Linked DNA regions of Mus musculus: regions 2, 3, 4 and 5 are each linked to region 1. The links are chromatin contacts, called in public ChIA-PET and HiChIP or PLAC-seq maps. All regions are on one chromosome and are shown on one strand. The core of a region is the stretch at or near the end of the contact, and the rest is flanking DNA. Distances in the headings are between cores, read along the strand shown.

Evidence for each region. ChIA-PET counts read pairs in DNA pulled down with a chosen protein or histone mark. HiChIP or PLAC-seq counts read pairs in DNA pulled down with a chosen protein or histone mark.
Region 2: a contact with region 1 is called in an RNA polymerase II ChIA-PET map of memory CD8 T cells, with 6 read pairs. The contact joins the promoter of Tha1 here to the promoter of Sec14l1 in region 1. A contact is called at or near these places in 2 of 39 promoter capture datasets (hippocampal neurons and pre-B cells) and 2 of 115 datasets of contacts at active chromatin or transcription factors (memory CD8 T cells and pancreatic cancer cells).
Region 3: an H3K27ac HiChIP or PLAC-seq map of differentiating embryonic stem cells shows a contact between it and region 1, with 4 times the contacts expected there. The contact joins the promoter of Tmc6 here to the promoter of Sec14l1 in region 1. A contact is called at or near these places in 1 of 39 promoter capture datasets (embryonic stem cells), 1 of 484 Hi-C or Micro-C datasets (CD8 T cells) and 4 of 115 datasets of contacts at active chromatin or transcription factors (differentiating embryonic stem cells, embryonic forebrain, forebrain and 1 more).
Region 4: an H3K4me3 HiChIP or PLAC-seq map of embryonic stem cells shows a contact between it and region 1, with 4 times the contacts expected there. The contact joins the promoter of Ube2o here to the promoter of Sec14l1 in region 1. A contact is called at or near these places in 1 of 484 Hi-C or Micro-C datasets (the G1E-ER4 cell line) and 1 of 115 datasets of contacts at active chromatin or transcription factors (embryonic stem cells).
Region 5: a contact with region 1 is called in an H3K4me3 HiChIP or PLAC-seq map of neural tube, with 4 times the contacts expected there. The contact joins the promoter of 6030468B19Rik here to the promoter of Sec14l1 in region 1. A contact is called at or near these places in 1 of 39 promoter capture datasets (embryonic stem cells), 2 of 484 Hi-C or Micro-C datasets (CD8 T cells and embryonic stem cells) and 8 of 115 datasets of contacts at active chromatin or transcription factors (bone marrow-derived macrophages, differentiating embryonic stem cells, embryonic forebrain and 5 more).

Annotation. Positions count from the first base shown.
Region 1 is chr11:117,112,739-117,116,694 of GRCm38.p6, reverse strand. Sec14l1 (SEC14-like lipid binding 1) reads right to left here and starts at 1,527. Exons shown (of 16, transcript NM_001166506.2): 1 at 1,344-1,527.
Region 2 is chr11:117,872,191-117,875,801 of GRCm38.p6, reverse strand. It overlaps Tha1 (threonine aldolase 1), which reads left to right and starts at 2,276. Exons shown (of 7, transcript NM_027919.4): 1 at 2,276-2,631. The coding sequence starts at 2,403. It overlaps Gm11725 (a long non-coding RNA gene), which reads right to left. Exons shown (of 3, transcript XR_001780380.2): 2 at 3,599-3,611.
Region 3 is chr11:117,778,881-117,782,525 of GRCm38.p6, reverse strand. Tmc6 (transmembrane channel-like gene family 6) reads left to right here and starts at 1,834. Exons shown (of 20, transcript NM_145439.3): 1 at 1,834-1,990; 2 at 3,235-3,363; 3 at 3,478-3,593. The coding sequence starts at 3,308. Tmc8 (transmembrane channel-like gene family 8) reads right to left here and starts at 229. Exons shown (of 16, transcript NM_181856.2): 1 at 118-229.
Region 4 is chr11:116,579,756-116,583,695 of GRCm38.p6, reverse strand. Ube2o (ubiquitin-conjugating enzyme E2O) reads left to right here and starts at 2,249. Exons shown (of 18, transcript NM_173755.3): 1 at 2,249-2,684. The coding sequence starts at 2,283.
Region 5 is chr11:117,795,914-117,800,115 of GRCm38.p6, reverse strand. 6030468B19Rik (RIKEN cDNA 6030468B19 gene) reads right to left here and starts at 2,456. Exons shown (of 6, transcript NM_029964.1): 1 at 2,313-2,456; 2 at 1,661-1,693. The coding sequence starts at 2,349.

The DNA of each region.
Region 1 (3,956 bases), core at 278-2,777:
TGTTTTCTAATTGCTCGCTCCGATTTCAGAGACTGTCTACAAACAGCAGGGAGGCTGCCCAGCTCCAGCTAAGGGGTTCCAAAACCCTCCAGCCTCCTGAAGCCGAGAACCCGAGAACCGCAAGGCAATCAATTACATGCTCAAGTCTGAGGTCAAGGAACCTTGCTTTGCATACAGAATCACTCGGGTGCTGGCAAGGGCGGCTTTCTGGGCAAACACCCTTGTGTGTTCAGAGTCATCTAGAACCTTTTGCTCACCTACTTAAAGGAGGAGAAAAACAAACAGAAATATAAAAAGGAAAGAAAGTCCAGTGAGCCCAGTAGTCCCACTGGGGCTCAATCAATAAGGATGTTATTTTACCTAGATACAGTCAAAAGACATTCAAAAGTTCAAAACCCAGTATCTCGGTATCCCAAATTACAGGTGTTTAAAAAAGCAAACAAAAAACCCCTACGCTGATAGACTTCAGAGGATTGCTATCTAGAGCTGCACTTCTACAATGTTTACATTGCTTTAAACAGGTCTGGAACTTTCTCTGGTATGTTTGCTTGGCATAGCACTCGGAAGGAGCAGGTTACGTTGGAAAACCACCTTCCAACAGTTGGAAAACTACAATGGCTAATAACTCTGGGTGACCTCAAGCATGCCGTTCGCCTTTCCTGATTCCATCTGTGTGAGACGATCTTACACTCCCAGCTCTCAAACCAGACTCCTCGGTTCTCCAAACTCAAGCCTTCATTAATCTCGATTCAGGCGCTGACGCGTCCTGGAGCGCAGAGACCGCGTTCCATTCACTCTCGTAAACCTTACAACGCCGGTGCGCGGAGGGGAGACTAAGAATCGTTTATATTTTTTTAATTGAGAAAATTAGTTTTCGGGTATCTCTCAAATAAAAGGAGGATGATTACCGGGTGCTGACGGGTAGGAGAGAAGATGCAAGCACTGCGTGATGCCTTTATTAAGAAACTCTTAACCAAGTGACTACACTGAAGGACCAGCTTGCTCGCCAGCTCCCTGAACTTGGGCCAGATCTTGGCTTGGGGAGGTCTGGTCCAGATCCACGCCCTGCGCGGGCATCCGGAGTGACCACCGCCAAATGGCACAGGAGGCCGGGGCTGCCTCTGTTGCATGATAATTGGTATTTGAAAATCAGCCCAGGGTCGGCCCCGGGGGAGCGCCTCCCTGCAGGCCGGGGCTGGACGGAGGGGGCGGCGGCGGCGGAGGGACCCGGCTGGCTCCGCAGTCTCCGAGATGGCGAGCGCCCCGGGCCGTCGCAGCAGAGGGACCCTGCCAGGGACTGACACCCGGGCGCGCTCCTACCCTCCACGACGACGCGAGCTTACCTCTTGTCAGAAGGACCGGGTCGGGGACGCGGCGCGGTGGCGGGATGCGTTCATGCCGGCGGCTCCCCGAAGAGAGAGCCGTGCCACAGGCTCGGCTGCCGCCGCTCGACCGCCGGTTCCGGGGACAGGGGCCGGGGCGGGAGGGCCGAGGGGCGCGGCGAGGGCTCGAGTGGTTGTTACGGGTGACGGGGAGGGAGGGGCCAGCCCGGAAGAGGCGCGCGTGCGCACACCAGGCCGAGGGGGCGGGGGAAGGAGCAGGAGGCGGTTGCTAGGGAGGGGGAGGGGCGGCCGCCGGGCTGGCTAAGGGCCGTACTGCGCCGGCGCGAGTTACAGATCTGCGCGTGCGTAGGAGGGGCTCAGGACTTGGTCTGCCAGGACTCGGAGCGAGCCCCAGAGGCTCCTTCTCTTGGCGTCAGTGGGAAGGGGGAAGGGCCGTGGCGGCGGGCGAGGCTTCGCAGTTAGCAGCCACAGACCCCAGAAAAGATTCAAATGCGCACTCCAGCCGGAGCGGGAACTGGGACCTCTACGGAATGTCAGCTAAGCCGGCCCTCCAGCTTGAATGCTGCGCGCTTGCGCCGTCTGTGCTTCCTCGTGGGCTTCCTCTTTTTTTTCCTGCACTGCTATAGTGTCTGATTGCATTCTGGCCTAGTAATGGTGATGGAGCGAACAGGGTGGGGAGGAGATGGGTGTAACCCAAGCACCCTTGTCAACACGTCCAGATGGTTGGGGAATGTCTGGCTGTGGGATGGCTCTAAGGGGAGGGACCTCAAGTGGGGTGCTAGGTGTGCCTTGCGTTTCAGCGTCTCCAACTTTAAAATTTAAGAGCCACACACGGAGACATTTAGGGGTCCTGAAGACGGGCGGGTGACAATAAGCGGACACCTGGCGCATCCACCCACACAGAAAAGCTAGTTTTAGAAGCAACACACAATTTCTCCATCAGTGTCACTGTTGTTCCGTTCACATTAGTCACCCCGGATGGCTGTACTTGCACACAAGAGTTTGGGAATTTCCTTCAGGACCTGTTTACCCACCACACAAACATATCATTCATTGCTCGATCACACTTTATTTCCAACTCAAACCGTCATTTTCCAGCACTGCTACCCGCGCTACTCAGGCTGCTGATGACTTATGTCCACGTGTAGGGATCACATTCACCTTTAAAAGATGCTGTGGGAGCTGGGCAGTGGTGCCTTTAATCCCAGCACTTGGGAGGCTGAGGCAGGCAGATTTCTGAGTTCGAGGCCAGGCTGGTCTACAGAGTGAGTTCCAGGACAGCCAGGGGCTACGCGGAGAAACCCTGTATCAGAAAGAAAGGGAGAGAGAGAGAGAGAGAGAGAGAGAGAGAGAGAGAGAGAGAGAGAAAGGAAGAAAGAAAGAAAGAAAGAAAGAAAGAAAGAAAGAAAGACAAACATGAGCTCCTGGTAGGAGTGAATGGCAGCACCCATTGAGATGATCTTATCCAGAACACACCATTCTGACAAACCTATAGATGAACCACAAATGTACAGGAAATAGAGACTGGAAGATGGGGCCAATTCACAGCCTGGAAAGCACAGACCTCGGGGGTACAAAACAGATATAGTCTTTATCAAATGATTTCTAAAGAAAGATGAGGGGAAGTCTAACTGATACCTTAAGAGGAGTTGGGAAATTCACTTAGACAACTGTGCTCTCAACTGCAGTGGCTGCTCTCCCAGGGGACCAGGATTCGATTCCCGGTACCTACTTGGCAGCTCACAACTGGCTGTAACTCCAGTCCCAGGAGATCTGACGCCCTCTTCTGGCCTCCTCTGGCACTGCATGCCAGTGGTGCACAAGCATACAGGCAGGCAAAAACATCCACAAACATAGAAAGAAGGAAAAGAATTGAAGAGAACATGCCTTCGGGGCACATGCTGAAATTTATTTTTATGTGAAGTAATATAATACCTAAGAGTAGCTACAAAATAATCCTGCGGTGCTGCATGCTTTTAATGCCATCATCAGGCAGAAGCACTGAATCTCTGTGAATTAGAGACTAGCCTGGTCTTCATAGCAAGCTCCAGGCCAACCAAGTCTACCTAGTGAGACCCTGTCTCAAAAACAAAACTGCCCAGCCATCTCACCAGACCCCACTAAAGTAACACGTTTAAATAAAAACATGTGTTTACATGTGAAACGTGGTATGTTTGAGAGAGGGTGTGGCTTAGTGTAGTGAGAGTTTAGATTTCTTACAAAAACCCAGTTATGTGACTGTGTTTTCCTTCTAATCCCAGGTGTGGGATAAGAGGCTGCTTCACAGCAGGTGACTATGACTTGCCTAGAGTACTGACAGGGTTGTGACTTTTGCCAGCCGCAAGATGGCTTAATTCTGGGAACTCTGGAGAGGGTATAAATGGGAGAGCCTGGGGCAGCTGCTGCTCCCCCCTGCTGCTGTTGTGGTTTGTCAAGTGATTGTGAACAGAGAGACTTGAAGTTAGAGATATCGCTAACTATCGCTGACTATGAAGATTGGACTTGCCCCAAGGAACCCCATGCATCTAATCAGCAGGAAGTAGTCTCTTTTGTTGGCTGAAAGAGGTCTACACCCCTTCCCCCTCTAACCTTTCTCTTCTACCTAGTGGCAGG
Region 2 (3,611 bases), core at 1,027-3,526, 760 kb before region 1:
TTTGTTTTCTAAGGACTGGAATTCGGGAATCAGGCAGAGCGTGTGGGTCAGGGCCAGAGCACCCTGCTCTGGTGAGGCAGGGGGCCTTTCTATTAGCTGGGGGTCCCAGGCCTGCCGCACTTGACTTCTGCATGCTTTTAGGATGGCTCTGCTAGGTGTTTGGGAGAGGAGAAAGAGTCCCTTAGAACTGGCTCTGCTCCTACAGGTGGCCTGGGGCTGCCCCTCCTCCCCACTTTCCTAGCCCCCTGGACTTCCAACGGGTACACCACCTCCTTGTGGCCCATGTTGTCTCCTATGCAAGTCAGTCTCTCCTCCTCCATTACCTGCTGTCAAAGACTGATGCTTCCTCCAGGAAGCCTGCCTGGCTGCTCCTTTCCAACATGCCACCCACAGACACGGCTAAAAGAAGGCAAATGACAGAGAGGAGGCACAGTCTGCATCCGAGAGACACCGCCGTGTTAGACCAGGGCCTCTGCTCCAACAAGCCCTGCTCAGAGCAACTTGCTCCCAATAGACACCGTAGACAGACAACTGGGACCCACACTTTGGAAACAGAAGCAGCTGAGCAGGGCTGAGTTCCCAACCTCCCTGTATGGGGAAAGGTCACCCCTTGGCCCTGGTAAGGCAGAGTGTATCCCACAATAGAAGAACCAAGTTCCAGGGCCTTGCAGTTCCAACGTCAGGATAAACAGCAGCACTTCCCACGAGCCAGGCTGGACAAGCGCAGCTTCTGATCCTCACCAGAGTTAGGGACCATGGCCACAAGTTGTCTGCTGACACACTATTGGGAGCGGGCAAATGCTATCTATGTTCCTTCTTTTTAATTTTAATTTTTTGAAACAGAGTCTCACTTTAGTACAGATTGGCCTGAAAGTCTCAAATATCCTCCCGCCTCCCCCAACCCCACCCCGCCCCAAAGGACTGAGATTACAGGCATGAGCCACCATGCCTGCCTTTTGCAGTACTGAGGAATCAATCTAAGGATCACATGCTTACTAGCTAGGTGCTCTGTCACAGGGCTCTTGGGCATGACTTCCATGGAAGCACCTTGTCTCTCCAAGCCAATGGTATAGGAAAAAGAAAGATTTCTAGATACCTCCAAAACTCCGTTTCCCATATGTCCTAGAGAGATGGCAGACACAAACCCATACAGTCTCTTGGAGACTCTGTAACTCTAGCTCCAGGTTGTCCAGCGCCCTCTTCTGGCCCCAGTAGGTAACTACACTCATGTGTATCTACTCCCCACCCCACACATATGATTTTTAAAGTTTTAAATCTCCCCCCCCCCCCATACAGGGTCTCTGTGTAGCCTTGATTGTCCTGGAACTCTGTGGACCAGGCTGGCCTCGAATTCAGAGATCCGCCTACCTCTGCCTCCCCAGTGCTGGAATTAAAGGTGTGTGCCACCACCTCCCAGCTTTAAATTCATTTAAAAGAAGAATTTGGGGAGAGGAGAGGGGAAGGGGAGGGGGAAGGAGGAGGAGGAGGGGAGAGGAGGGAGGGGGAATGTATCCCATTTGGTAGCATGCTTGCCTAGCACTTACAAAGCCCTAAATCTAGTTCCCAGCACAGCGTAAACTGGGCATGGTGGCACACACTTGAATTCCCAAGCAGGACGGTCAGATGTTCAAGGTCAACTAGGTTACCCAGTGAGTTCAGAACTAATTTTGTTGTTTGTTTGTTTGTTTTGAGACAAGGTTTCTCTGTGTAGCCCTGGCTGTCCTGGAACTCACTTTGTAAACCAGGCTGGCCTCGAACTCAGAAATCCGCCTGCCTCTGCCTCCCAAGTGCTGTGATTAAAGGCGTGCGCCACCACTGCCCGGCCAGAACTAATTTTTAAGGAGAAAAATTAAAAAGACTCCAGTGGTTGAAAGCTACTGTTTATGGGCAACACGGTACCATACTTGATTCCTGGACTTCACATCAGTGTCTGCAGCCTGTTTCCTCGGGTGTAAAATGAGGACCGTGAGGGACTGGAGAGGTGGCTCAGAGGCATGGAACTGATTATGAAGAGAACCTGAGTTCCATTCCCAAACACCCAGGTGTTTCCCAGAGTGGCTGAGACGCTTAATTAAGTTAAATCTGCAGTGCCACGAGCAGTACCATGTACACGCTAAAATCCCCGGACCTCAGCTTTGTTTCCCACTCAGCAAAGTAAGGAACTGTCATTCCAAAATCTCCTAGCCTTTGGAACAACGGAACACAAAAACTACAACTCTCAGCATGCTGCGGGGCTCGAATAATGTATAAAACTCCAGAGAGGACTACAATTCCCATAGTGCCCCGGGCTTGCCCAGTTCAGGTCCGCGCGGGGTCAGAAGAGTCCAGTTACACGGGTTCCCCGCTGGCACGGAAGAGACTGTCCTCCGCTCCTGCGGCCGAGAAAGACGAGTGCCACAGCCATGCTATGCAGCCTGTTCCGGGCCGCCATGCTACGCAGCCTGTTCCGGGCCACGGTCCCGGGGCTCAGGGTGCCCTGGGCTCAGTGGTCTAGGAATTGGGCGGGGGTCCCAGCCCACGTGGTGGACCTACGCAGCGACACGGTGACCCGGCCAGGGCCGGCCATGAGGCGCGCTATGGCCGAAGCGGTTGTAGGAGACGATGATTACGGCGAAGACCCTACGGTCCACGGTGAGCCCGGCGAACAGGCCCGGGGCAGGGGTCGTTGCGGTGACCCCGGGACGCTGTCCGTGGTTCTGACAGGACAGCACGGACGCAGAGGGGTGCCTCGCTGACATTTGAGGACGCTCAGTGGTGCACTCTGCGTTCTTGTTCCTTCTCGGAGAGATCCCTGGTAATGCAGACTCTTGAGCTCCACAATGGACTTGGGGAGCCAGAATCTGCATTTTAACAGGACCACCTGGTGATTTCTGCCCACTGTCACCCAATTGCCCAGATGGGTGTTGTCCAGACTTGGCAAAGCAAGACCCCGAGATGGGCAGAGAGGAGTTCAAGGACCCACATCAGGAACAGGGAAGAACCAGGGTTTGAGACAGGTCTTACTACAAGGAGGGCTAACTACTCTCCTTCATTCATTGGCTGACTTCACAAAGACAAAATCAATCCAGCAAAGAAAGTGCTCGCTGCTCCTTCACAGGGGGGGGGGGGGGGTGCAGAATTTCATATCTAGGGAGTGCAGCGCGTTAAGGAGACAGCAAACCAAAGCCCACCCGGGGTCAATAGTCACTGCTAAGGTGGACCTCTAGTGCTGCTGTGTGTGCACTAGAGATCCAGAGATACACCAGAGATCACACTTGACCTTTGTGGACCCAGGGGTGATTGGGGCTGATCTAGAATCTCTTGACAACAAGATATTACCAGGAACTTCAAAGATGCTGAGCTACACTGCTCTCAGCAGGCACCTGGTGTAAACAGGTCACCACATCAAGGCTGGGAGGTCCTGGCCTCGACAGGAGTCTGAGGAGGGTGAACCAGGGGCTGGGAGGAGGAGCGAGCAGAACTCATCCCCGACCGCACACAGGGCTCAGGGAGACACGGGTATGTGTCCTCTGGGGACAGAATCTAGATCACTTTAGCACTGAGCATTGTGTCACAGACAGGAGAGCCACCATGGCCTTTACCCAGGCCATCCACTCACCCGCCAGCTGCAC
Region 3 (3,645 bases), core at 585-3,084, 670 kb before region 1:
CAAGGGACCCAGAATAGAAGGCGTGGCTACATCCCCAATCATGAGAAAAGAAAAGACACCCCCCCCCCCAAACCATCCGGAAGGAAGCAATAGCCCTGGCCTTCTTCCCCCTCTCACCGTCCTTATTGTCACAAGGCAAGCAGCTCACAAAGAGGCAAGGGACCAAGCTCCCCGAAGAGCCCCCTCCTAAGACCAGCTCTTGACACACCAGGCAGGGTGGTGAGGGAGTGGGGTGGGGGTCACGTGACAGGAACCCCGGGGGTGGGGGCCCACCGCGTCTCCTCCCCTCCACCCACTCCCGCCTTCCTTCCTCACAGTTTCCTCTGCCTCTGCGTGCACTTCCCGACCTGGAGGGTCACGGGCACAGGTGAGAGGCGCGGGTGGCACCAGGCCGACCTGCTTTTCTGTGCTCCCACTCCTGCAAGCCCCCTTCCTGGCCGCCAGCCCTTAGGCGTGTCCTGGTGCGGGGACCCTTATCTGCGGTCCGCAGTCGCCCCAGAGAGCAGGCTAGTGATGGGTGGATGGTCTCAGCACTGGAGCTGCTGCCTCTCCGGATCCCTGGCGCTTTGTTCTTTGCTTTTTGTTCTATTTCAAGACAGGGTCTCACTGTGTAACTCTGATTGTCTTGGAATTCATCATGTAGAGCAGGCTGGCCTTGAACTCACAGAGACACTTGCCCAAGGCTGGGATTAAAGAAAGGCCTGTGTCACTATGACTGGCTGGCAGGTTATTTTTGAACTGACCGCCTTAAGGGCAGGCACTGCCCTCCCTGTTGCTATGCCCTGGCCAGGCTCTGGCACCAAGCCCAACCTAAGAGCTGAGGAAGCAGCTTCTTCAAGCACGTCACTCGTCATCCACTGACTAGACCTTTAGGAGTCATCTTGGCCAGTTCCCAGTTCTGGGAGCCCTAGCCTTTCCTCCCTGTTCACCTCTTTTAAAACCTTGTTGTCTCAGCTCTGGATTCTGAGTCTCCGCCTGTGTCCCTGCCCACAGGCTCTGTACTCCCAACAAGTTCACACAGGAAGGCGCCCCAGGAAATGGCTTTCAAATTGGGCCAAAGTCGTGCAAAATTCAGAGTAAGAGCAAGGAGTCAACTAGGGGCTGAGGAGGGCTGGGTCTGCAGACCAAGACTTCCGGTGCCAAGGCGCCGCTTGGTAAACCCACCCAGGCACGGAGAGACAGCTGCGAAGAAGCGTCGCCCTCCCCCCTCAGGCTTCATCTCCTTCCGGTATCCCACACGTTTCCTGGGGTCTGTTAACCTTCGTGTGTAGGAGGGGACTTGTTTTTCCCTTCTACTTCTCACGGTCACCGGTCACCCTGTCTGTAACTTGGGGGAAGCGGTTCTATGGAGCATCTTGGTGGCCAGGTTCCTTGCTCCAGCTGGTGACACCTGGAGGCTGGTGACACTTTCTCGGGTTCAATTTCCTCATCTGTGAAATAGAAAGGTCTTTGACTGTCTTGGCACAGCAGGAAGCAGTTTAACCCTAGCTTTAGAAACAGACACCACGCCCAGGGCGGAGCGGGCAGTAACTCGTTTGCTCAGCCTCTGATAAAGAACAGTTAACCAGGCTGGGAGGAGGCGATTACTCAATCCCGCGTGGGAAGGCTAGGGACTGGTAAGTGACCCCGGGACGTGGAAATGCCGTCCCTCTTTAGAAACTCAAGAGGAATATTAGTGACTCCACCTAGGGGTTGTATACATCCAAATAGTGGGTGGGACACGCCTACTTTACTCAGACTTGAGGGTGGAGTGCTGGGGTGGAGTCTGAGGCTGGCTTGCACAGGGCACTGTTTTGGATGGGCGGGTCCTACCGGTAGGCAGGAACGAGTCACGTGACCTTTGGGGCCCGGTGCCACGTGGGCGGGCGGTGAGGCTACCTCCAGCTGCCAGTCTGGAAACCATCAAAACTATGTACCCTTAATTACTGTGTGCTGATTCTCCTGCTGGTGGGGCTGAGACCTCGGTTCCCCGCGGCGGGTGCGCGCACAGGTGAGCCAATCTGGGGAGAATGGGGCTCCTCTACCCAGAGGGGCGCTGGGACCCTGGTGCTGGGGCGCAACTGCGGTGTAGGGGCGGTTGCTATCGCCAGGTAGTTGACAGCTTGGGTGCGGGTTTCTGGAAACTGCCGCTCCCGGCCTCTCCCCATCTGGCTCAGGGTGCAGGATGGTGCGCCCCGGAACAGCGCACACCTGGCTGGTCCCAGGAGGACCTGAAGATCAGGAACCCAGGCAGATCCGGAGCCCCGGCCCGTAGCCTCCGGAGCACCCAGACTACTGAGGAGAAGAGGTGTGGGCCCGCCCGGGGCCTTGAGCCTGAGAAGTACTGTGGCCAGGGAAAGGACCCTGGAACTAAAAGGGCACCACCTCTCCTGGCTGCTTTCCACCCGGGCGGTGCCACCTCCCGCCGGCTCCAGCCTGGCCTCTCCCTGCAGTGCTCCACTGCAGCGCAGGCGGGGGCGTGCCGGGTGCCAGTCCGGGTTGCGTGGGGCTCTTGGCCGTCGGGGGAGCTCCAGAAAACTTCCCTAGGCGAAGGCAGGGAGGACCGGCGGACATGGCGGGGCGGGGGCTTGCCTTCTGGAGGGCGATCTTGCAGGAGTCAAGTGATTGACTGCTCTTTCCGTCGCGCTTTCCCTCAGGGCCCTGGGCCAGGAGAACAATAAGCCCCTAACAACGATCTGGTTGTAACTGTGCCCGGTGACAGAGCTGGACAAAGGGTGCTTGTGTCAGCTCAGCTTCTCTCTCCAGCCTTCAGCTGAGTTGGGAATGTAGGGAGTCAGCCTCCGGAGGACGCGAGGAGTCCAGTGTGTGGACGCTGCCTCCGGTGCTGGGGGCAGGACTTTGCGGCTGCCTGGTCGCACTTCCTGCTGGTGAAAGCACATTGGGGTCATAGGGCGGGCACAGGGAAGTCCTCGGAGCCTTTCAGCCGCTGCTCTAAAAATGATGAAGCTCTAGGGCCCTCGCCTGGGAACAGACCAGAAACGGGTAGTGTTTACAGGCCTCTCCTTTTTCCCCCAGTACTAGCAACATCTAGGAAACCAATGGAGGAGCCGCGGCCTCACCCTTCCTTCCTGTTTTCGTCACTCCCCCACAGCCGGTCATGGTGGGAATGTTTGGGCCCACTTGTTTTAACTGTGAATTTAGCTGTGGATGGGGTACAGGGTGGGGATTCCTGTAATGTGTGTCTGTGCCTAAAGTATGGCCCCCAAGCATTGAAAGCTGGTTTTGTCTCAACAGATGGGCTGTATGGGGTTCCACAGGCTGCGTCCAGTCTCTGAGCTCCCCTAGGTCTGCAGGGTATAGCACAGCCATGGCTCAGTCACTGGCTTTAGCCCTCGATGTCCCGGAGACCACGGGAGACGAAGGGTAAGTGCCCTGGTGCCGGTGGCCTGCAATGTATTTGTGTTACCCCTTGGTGCAAATCATTCTGCAAGTGGGCGGGCCTGAGTTTGGATTCCCACACTCACTCCTCCCTCGTAGCCTGGAGCCCAGCCCCTATGAAGAAAGTGAAGTCCATGACTCCTTCCACCAGCTCATTCAAGAGCAAAGCCTTCGGGTGGCGGAGGAGGGGCTGGAGCTACTGCCCTTGGGTCTAGGTAAGCCCAGGCCTGCCCTCTGACCAGGTGTGGTGGAGGACCTGGGAATATC
Region 4 (3,940 bases), core at 1,000-3,499, 530 kb after region 1:
TAAACAGCCAAGATTTGGCTCCTATATTTTTATTATGGTTTTGTTTTGAAGACAAGATCTTACTATGTAGGCCTGGCTATCCTGGAACTTACTACGTTGACCAGCTGGCCTTGAACCCACAAAGATCCACCTGGTTCTTAACTTTTGTTTTGTTTTTGTTTTTCGAGACAGGGTTTCTCTGTATAGTCTTGGCTGTCCTGGAACTCACTTTGTAGACCAGGCTGGCCTCGAATTCAGAAATCTGCCTGCCTCTGCCTCCCAAGTGCTGGGATTAAAGCTGTGTGCCACCACTGCCCAGCATGGTTCTTACTTGTAATCACTCCTAACTCCCCCTCTTGCTGTGTATAGAAGGCCTCACTGAGATCTGGATCCACCAAAAGGGCTTTGAAGGCAAACCTCCGGTGCTTCTGACTTGCAGCCCTTTCTCATGTGGCTCTGGGCTCTCATCACATCCTCTAGACCAGTTCTCTAAGGGGTCATGACCTTCCAAGTTCCACCCGGGACTCTACATACTCTATACCTATCTATTACAGCCTTGCTTACAAGCTGCCTTAGAGCTGCTTTTTCAGCTATTTAATGAGTATTTGTTTCACGTGCCCAACTAGACTGTCCTCTAGGCACATGTTCATGGCATGCACCACCACACCCAGTTGACAACAACTTAAAAAAATTATTGTGATGATATCTGTGTACATGAGTTTGGGCACATGTGGGCATCTAGAAGATGAAGATGCAGTCACTCTGCAGGGCTACAACTTGATTAGGATGCCAAGGGTGCTTGCTAAACTTGACTGACTAGGAGTGAGGGCACATACCTGTAGTACTCACTAGGGAGGCAGACACTGGCAGATCTCTGTGTTTGAAACCAGCCTGGTTTACAGTGTGAGTTTACATAGATAGGTGGATTTCTGAGAGTCCAGGCCAGTCAGGGCTGCATAGTAAGACTCTGCCTCTTTTTTCTTTTCTTTTCTTTTCTTTTCTTTTCTTTTCTTTTCTTTTCTTTTCTTTTCTTTTCTTCTTTTCTTTTCTTTCTTTCTTTCTTTCTTTCTTTCTTTCTTTCTTTCTTTCTTTCTTTCTTTCTCTCTTTCTCCCCCCCCCACCTTTTTTTGATTTTTCAAGACAGGGGTTTTCTAATATATATATATATATATATATATAAAATTTTAAATTTCAATTAATTTTATTTATTTATTTTGGTTTTATTTTGTAGCCCTGGCTGTCCTGAAACTCACTTTGTTTGGTTTTTTTAAAGGCATTTTTTATTAGATATTTTCTTCATTTACATTTCAAATGCTATCCCCAAAGCCCCCTATACCCTCCCCTGTCACTTTGGGTTTTGTTTTTGTTTTTGTTTTTTGTTTTTGTTTTTGAGACAGGGTTTTTCTGTTTAGTCCTGGCTGTCCTGGAACTCACTCTGTAGACCAGGCTGGCCTCGAACTCAGAAACCCGCCTGCCTCCCAAGTGCTGAGATTAAAGGTGTGTGCCACTGCCTTGCAAGACTCACTTTGTAAGTCATGGCTGGCCTCGAATTCACAGATATCCTCCTGCCTCTGCCTTCCAAGTGCTGGGATTAAAAGCATGTGTCATAACTAAACCGCATTTAAAAAATTTTTGTTTGGCTTTTTTATTCTTTTGTTTGTTTTTACTTTTCGAGACAGGGTTTCTCTGTGTAGCCCTGGCTGTCCTGGACTCACTCTGTAGACCAGGCTGGCCTAGAACTCAGAAGTCCATCTGCCTCTGCTTCCCCAGTGCTGGGATTAAAGGCGTGCGCCACCACTGCTTGGCTTGTTTGGCTTTTTCGAGGCAGGGTTTCTCTGTGTAACCTGGACTTGCTTTGAGACCAGGCTGGCCTAAAACAGAGATGGGCTTGCCTCTGCCTCCTGAGAGCTGGGGGTTAAAGGCGTGGCCACCACGTCAGACCCGGGCATAATTTTTTTTTAAGAAATTACAGTCAGTTTTGCGTGCAGTCCCCGCCCCTCAACTCCGGTAGACCAGTACCCTTCCTCAGGCCCCTAATCCATCTTCGTTCCTGCAGCCCTGCCACGCCCCGCGGCAGTCCTTCCACCCCCGCCCCAAGCATCTTCAGCGTCCCCTAGCGACCGGGCGGCGGCTCCTAGCAACAGCATCCCGGCGCCCTAACGACGGCGGCACGCAGGCCTACGTCAGCGCGCTCGGCCCCGCCCCCGCGCCGCCGGCCCCGCCTCCCCGCGCCTTAGGCTGCCGCCGCCGCTACCGCCGCCGCTGTCGCTGCTGCCGCCGCCCGAGACTCGCGCAGAGCAGTTATGGCGGATCCCGCAGCGCCCGCACCCGCCCAGGCCCAGGCCGCCGCCGCCCCGACCCCGGCCGCAGCCCCCGCCGCCGCCGCCCCGCCGCCCGCGCCCGCTACGGACTCGGCCTCAGGGCCGTCCTCCGACTCCGGCCCCGAAGCAGGCTCACAGCGCCTGCTGTTCTCCCACGACCTGGTGTCCGGCCGTTACCGCGGCTCGGTGCACTTCGGGCTGGTACGCCTCATCCACGGCGAGGACTCGGACTCGGAGGGCGACGATGACGGCCGCGGCAGCTCGGGCTGCTCCGAGGCCGGGGGCGCGGGCCACGAGGAGGGCCGGGCCAGCCCTCTGCGGCGCGGCTACGTGCGCGTCCAGTGGTACCCGGAGGGCGTCAAGCAGCATGTGAAGGAGACCAAGGTGAGGCGGGCCGGGGCGGTCGGCAGGGCTCGGGGAGGGGAACGCCGCCTCGTCGCCCGGTGCACCGTCATCACACCGGCCTGGGCGCGCACGCCGGCAGGGCTGCTCCGGGCGAGGGGAGGGGCCTTGCGAGCGATGCTCGGCTGTGGTGTTGGCCTCGGGGTGATGGACGCGCACGGATGCCCGTGGGGACCTCCTCGGGCGCTGAGGCGCGTTCGGCGTTACACTAGTGCGGCGTTTTTTGCTTACAACCCCCACCGCTAAAGGAGGTCCGTGCTGCATTGTGCTTTCCGAAGGGAAGGCCGTGCCGGGGAGGGCTTGGCTGTGGGTATTCCAAAACAAAGATAGAGGTGAAAACCCAAGAAGTTGAGCAGATGCTGACGGAATGCATGGTGGGGCAGCGGCCCCACGTCTTTTTTGTTGTAACCCCTCTGCATCCTTTGAATTGCCTCGGAGAACTTTATGAGGGAAATGATGAACCAGTCCAGGGCCATGATATTAATAGTACTGAGGGAGATGGTGGCAGCTGCGACTGGGTGTCTAGGACTTCTTGGGGTGGGGTGGCCTATGAAATCGTGGACAGAAGAGAGAGGGACCAATGGGAAAAGCTGCATCTTGTTTTTTCGTTCTTTTGGTTTTAACCTGGGGCTCTTAAGCAAATACCACATTCTCCCACTGTTCGGGAAAGAGGCTTGTGAATGGAGCAGTTCTACAAGAGCGGACTGACATCATAAACCTAAGCCAAGATTGGTTTGCAGGCTTGTTTTCCTGAGTGTGTGGTTTTGTATCTGTCTCTCACATATCTTTACCTCACAGCTCCTCCTGTCCTGCCCCTCCCCATCAGGAAACATTTCTAAGCATGAATCAGGTCCCTGGAAGTGAGAGATCTGCTTTGGGGGAAGGCTGTTAAGTCACTGTTTTTTGCAGTGCTGAGGGTTGAACCCAGGAACTTGATGCTAAACCTCCAGCACTTTGACGTAGAGCTACGTCCTAAACCATTCTACTTTATTTTGAGAGTAAACCTTGCCAACTTGTTCAGATTGGTTTGGAAATTAAGATATTCTCACCTCAAGCCTAGACAGTATAGAGGAGCCAAGCCACCAAAACAATCGCAGGGGGCTCTTCAGAAATTAATATAAGGCTGTATGGTGACTCATGTCTTTGTTTTTTCCAGACAGGGTTTCTCTGCGTAGCCCTGGCTGTCCTGGAACTCACTCTGTAGACCAGGCTGGCCTTGAACTCAGAAATCCGCCTGC
Region 5 (4,202 bases), core at 1,207-3,706, 680 kb before region 1:
AAAGAAGTATGTATTTATTTTATGTATGTGCACTGTCTTTCTCCTTAGAAACCCCAGAAGAGGGGTCAGATCTCATTACAGATGGTTGTGAGCCATCATGTAGTTGCTGGGACTTGAACTCGGGACCTCTAGAAGAGAAGCCAGTGTTCTTAACCGCTGAGCCATCTCTTCAGCCCTGGTTTTTGTTTTTTGAGACAGGGTTTCTCTGTGTAGCCCAGGCTGTCCTGGAACACACTATGTGGACCAGGCTGACCTCGAACTCACAGAGATCCTCCTGTCTCTGTCTCCCCAGTGCAGAGACTGTAGATTTGAACCACCACACCCATGGGTACTCTTTTTTTGTGTTTGTTTTTCGGGACAGGGTTTGTTTGTATATCCCTAGCTGTCCTGGAACTCACTCTGTAGACCAGGCTGGCCTCCAACTGAACTCAGAAATCTGCCTGCTTCTGCCTCCTGAGTGCTGGGATTAAAGGCGTGCGCCACCACGCCTGGCTCTTGGGTTTTCTTTCTAAACTTGGCCAAACGCCATCCTCCAGGGTTTGTGAGGGAACAAGGGATCAGCCAGCTTTTCAGAGATCTGGCACAGGATACATTAGCAGAGCTGCAGCCATGGGCTGAGAGGACAGGAAGGCAGGACCGCCTCTGCCTGGGTACTTTCCTGAGACTCAGCCACCAGCTCTTTTTTTAACTGTGACACTAATAAACTTTTTCTTTTTTACAGAAAATGAGGAAATGGTAGTTTGGTCTGTGCCTCATCCGAGTGAGATCTGCGTCAACACCACCCTTCAGCAGAACAGAAGGGGATGCCCAGGGATGCAAGGTGGAGACAGGGAGGAAACGCCTGCCTCCACCTTGAAGGGTGCAGGAGGTGGAGAAGTGGCGAGGACCATGAAAGGGGTCCATCTAGGGGAAGGAGGTGAGAGGCAAAGAGGAAAATGGAGCAGGGCATGAATGGAGCGGTCCAGGGCTGCGACCTGTCCCTGAAACCTCTCCTTCCTGGCTCTGTACCGGGACTACTGGGGAGAAAAAGAGAGAGGGGAAGGGGGAGGGAAGGAGAAAGGAGAAGAAAGGAGGGACAGGAAGCCGAAAAGAGAGAGGGAACACAGGAGGGATCTATCTGTTTATCTGTGCATATATATGTGTATGTGTGCATGATATAGTTATACATACATAGGTATATATGTATAGATAGATAAATAGATCAGACAGACAGACAGACAGACAGACAGACAGAGGACACTCACTCTCAACTGCTGTCAGAGCAAAGTGGCTTAATCTCTAGATTCCCTGAGGTCTCCAGCTCCCTCAGCAAGCCCCTCCTGTCCCAGAAGTGCACACTAGAGTTCCCCAGCCTTCTCTGCATCCCACCTATTAGGCAGAGCTGTGGGACTTGATGGAACAGGTGAATTTTGCCCCCTGGGAGGACCTGGGCCCTGTGAACAATGCAGCTGCTCCCTGTGGATCCCTCCTCTTTACACACCTCAAACTCCTCCTCTCCCACCCTGCCCTGTGGGGTGGAGGTCACAGTTATCCATCTGGATCCTCTCACACCAAGTCCTCACCATCAGTCTTTTTAGCCAAGGCACTTGCCACAAGCACCCAGCTGTGACCCAGGTGTCCCCAGCTAGATCCTTCTCCCCCCAGTGTGGGGGCTACTCACCTTCTGTCTGCTCCTCTGAGAAGCCACAGGCAGCTGTAAAAGAGGAGAGGGGAGGGGTAAGAGGAAGCCCTGCAGAGGAGGGAGACTGTCCAGACAGCTTCCTGCCCAGGCTGATATCTGACAGTGAGGCCCCTGGGACCAGTTAGCATCTCTGATCTGGAGTTTTTATCTTATCTTACTTAACACAGGGTCTCCCCTATACTCCAGGCTGGCTTTGAACTCAATACGTACCTGAGGGTGACCTTGGAATCCTGATCTTCCTGTCTCTACTTCCTGAGTGCTGGACATGCACACGTGCGCATGGGCACCCTCCCAAACACACTATACCACACACACATCACACCATACACACATACATACACATACAGAACACACTACACCATACTCACATACACACCACACATACTACATACACCAGTGGAATCCAAATGACAGATGATACCCTAAACAAGGTCACATCTGCATAGCATAGCACATCTGTCTGCTGTCAATCTCCTGCTCAGACCCTCTCACCGTGTCTCTCTCTCTCTCTCTCTCTGGCTTCCAGGGTGCTTCCGCCTTTGGGTCTCTTTCTCTCTTGGACTCTCTTCACACTCCATTCCCTGAGCCTACTCTCTCAAGGCCCTTCCCGTGATGTCTGCAGGAGACTCACCCAGCATGGCAAAGAGGAGCAGCTGAAGGAGCGCCATGCGTCTGTGAGGTTGGGGCTGTGTATGGCTCAGGCTGTCCAAAGCTTCCTGTCTGGCCTCTCCACCCCAAGGCCCCTGGATGCTCCTCGGGTGGCTGCCTGCAGCTAGGAGATAACTTGAAGGTTGTGGCTCTCCAGGGGCCCCAATACCTTACAGGGCTGGTTCCAGGGATATCTGTGTTCTCCCCCTGTTACCTGCAGGGGAGGAGGGGATAAGCGCGTGTGTCTACTGAGTTTGGGATGTGTGATTATCCTGGGGCACTGGCGTGGGGCTAATGTTAACACAAGGGCTCTCCTTATCCAGGAAACCTGGAGAATCAGTAGATTCCTGTTAAGAGGCAGGGAGGGGAGGTTCACATCATATTGAGATCCATCTGAACACCACATACCAGGTGAATTTTGCCCCCTGGGAGGACCTGGGCCCTGTGAACAATGCAGCTGCTCCCTGTGGATCCCTCCTCCTCGCACATCTCAAACTCCTCCTCTCCCACCCTGCCCTGTAGGGGTGGAGGTCACAGTTATCCATCTGGATCCTCTCACACCGAGTCCTCACCATCAGTAACGTCTTTTTAGCCAAGGCACTTGCCACAAGCATGCAGCTGTGACCCAGGTGTCCCCAGCTAGATCCTGTCTAGCTATCGATATTCTGCTCAGACCCTCCCACAGTCTCTCTCTCTCTGGCTTTCAGGGTGCTTCCGCCTTCTGCTATAGCTGGTGCATTCTGTCTCCAAGTTAGACCTCAGGTGGGATGAGACTCTGTCACCTGAGAGTGTGTAGCCCAGTGCCTTACTCTTTTTTTTTTTTTGACAGATACACAGTAGTTTATTTTTAATATGCTTTTTAGCTCAATGGTTGGATACTTTTAAGCCTCCTGAGGCTAACATGTCCTTATCTTCACTCAGATCAACACCTCTAATTCTGCCCTCAACTCAGTTGCCCAGTTACCTTCCCCTTGCTCAGCACCCTAAATCTGCCCTCAGTTTAGTTACATTTCTAATTTCCCCAAACCCAGTCAGGGAAGAGGCCAATGGCCACTCCACCCAAGATCTCACATGGCTGGTGGCTCTCTCTCCCTCCCAAGCTTGGTGAATCCCCTTTCCCTCCACCTGTGTCTGCTAACCTGCCTGCAGGAATCTGAAAGTCCCTCCTCTCCCACTCAGCCATTGCAGTGCCTTACTCTTGTCTTTAAAGGAGTTCAGAGAAAGGCAAGGTTGTCCCTTAAGGACCTAGATCCAGCCTTACCTGGACAAAGGGAAGTGGACCATGCGACCAATACTGGGGTGGTCTGAGCAGAGCCGTTCTTTCCGAGCCTAAGGCTACACCAGGGCCAGACCCACAGGGACCGAGGGGCAGAGAACCGAAGAAGCAGGTAAGCTGGCACTGGATCATACTACCCCATGGGAGGCCACCCATAGCTACCCACCCACATGGGTGACCCCCCCCCCCCCAGTCTAGGCCTGCAGACTAGCCTGTGGCTTTCTGGGCAGGCTCAGTGACTGCACAGGAGACGCCTGCTTTGACAGTGTCTTCACAGCAGAGGACTCCTGCTGCCAGGTCACAGCCTGTGTCATGTGTAGATGCTCCACAGAGCCTGACTGGCCACTGCACTCCAGCCCCTGTCCAGCCCTGTTCTCTAGGAAGGCCACTCTAGCCTGGGCCCCTCTTGCCACTCTTGGAGGATCTACAGTGGCCGAGTTCTATCAGGAAGCTGTCTGAACTGTAGCTCCATAGTCAGAGGGCAGAGTGAAAAGCCACGGGAAGATCCAGCAAAGGAGGCAGGTGGTCACCTGGACACCCGCTGTGTGTGCCTTACAGTAAGGCCCTTGAGCCAGCTCTGACACTCAGCAGTGTGCA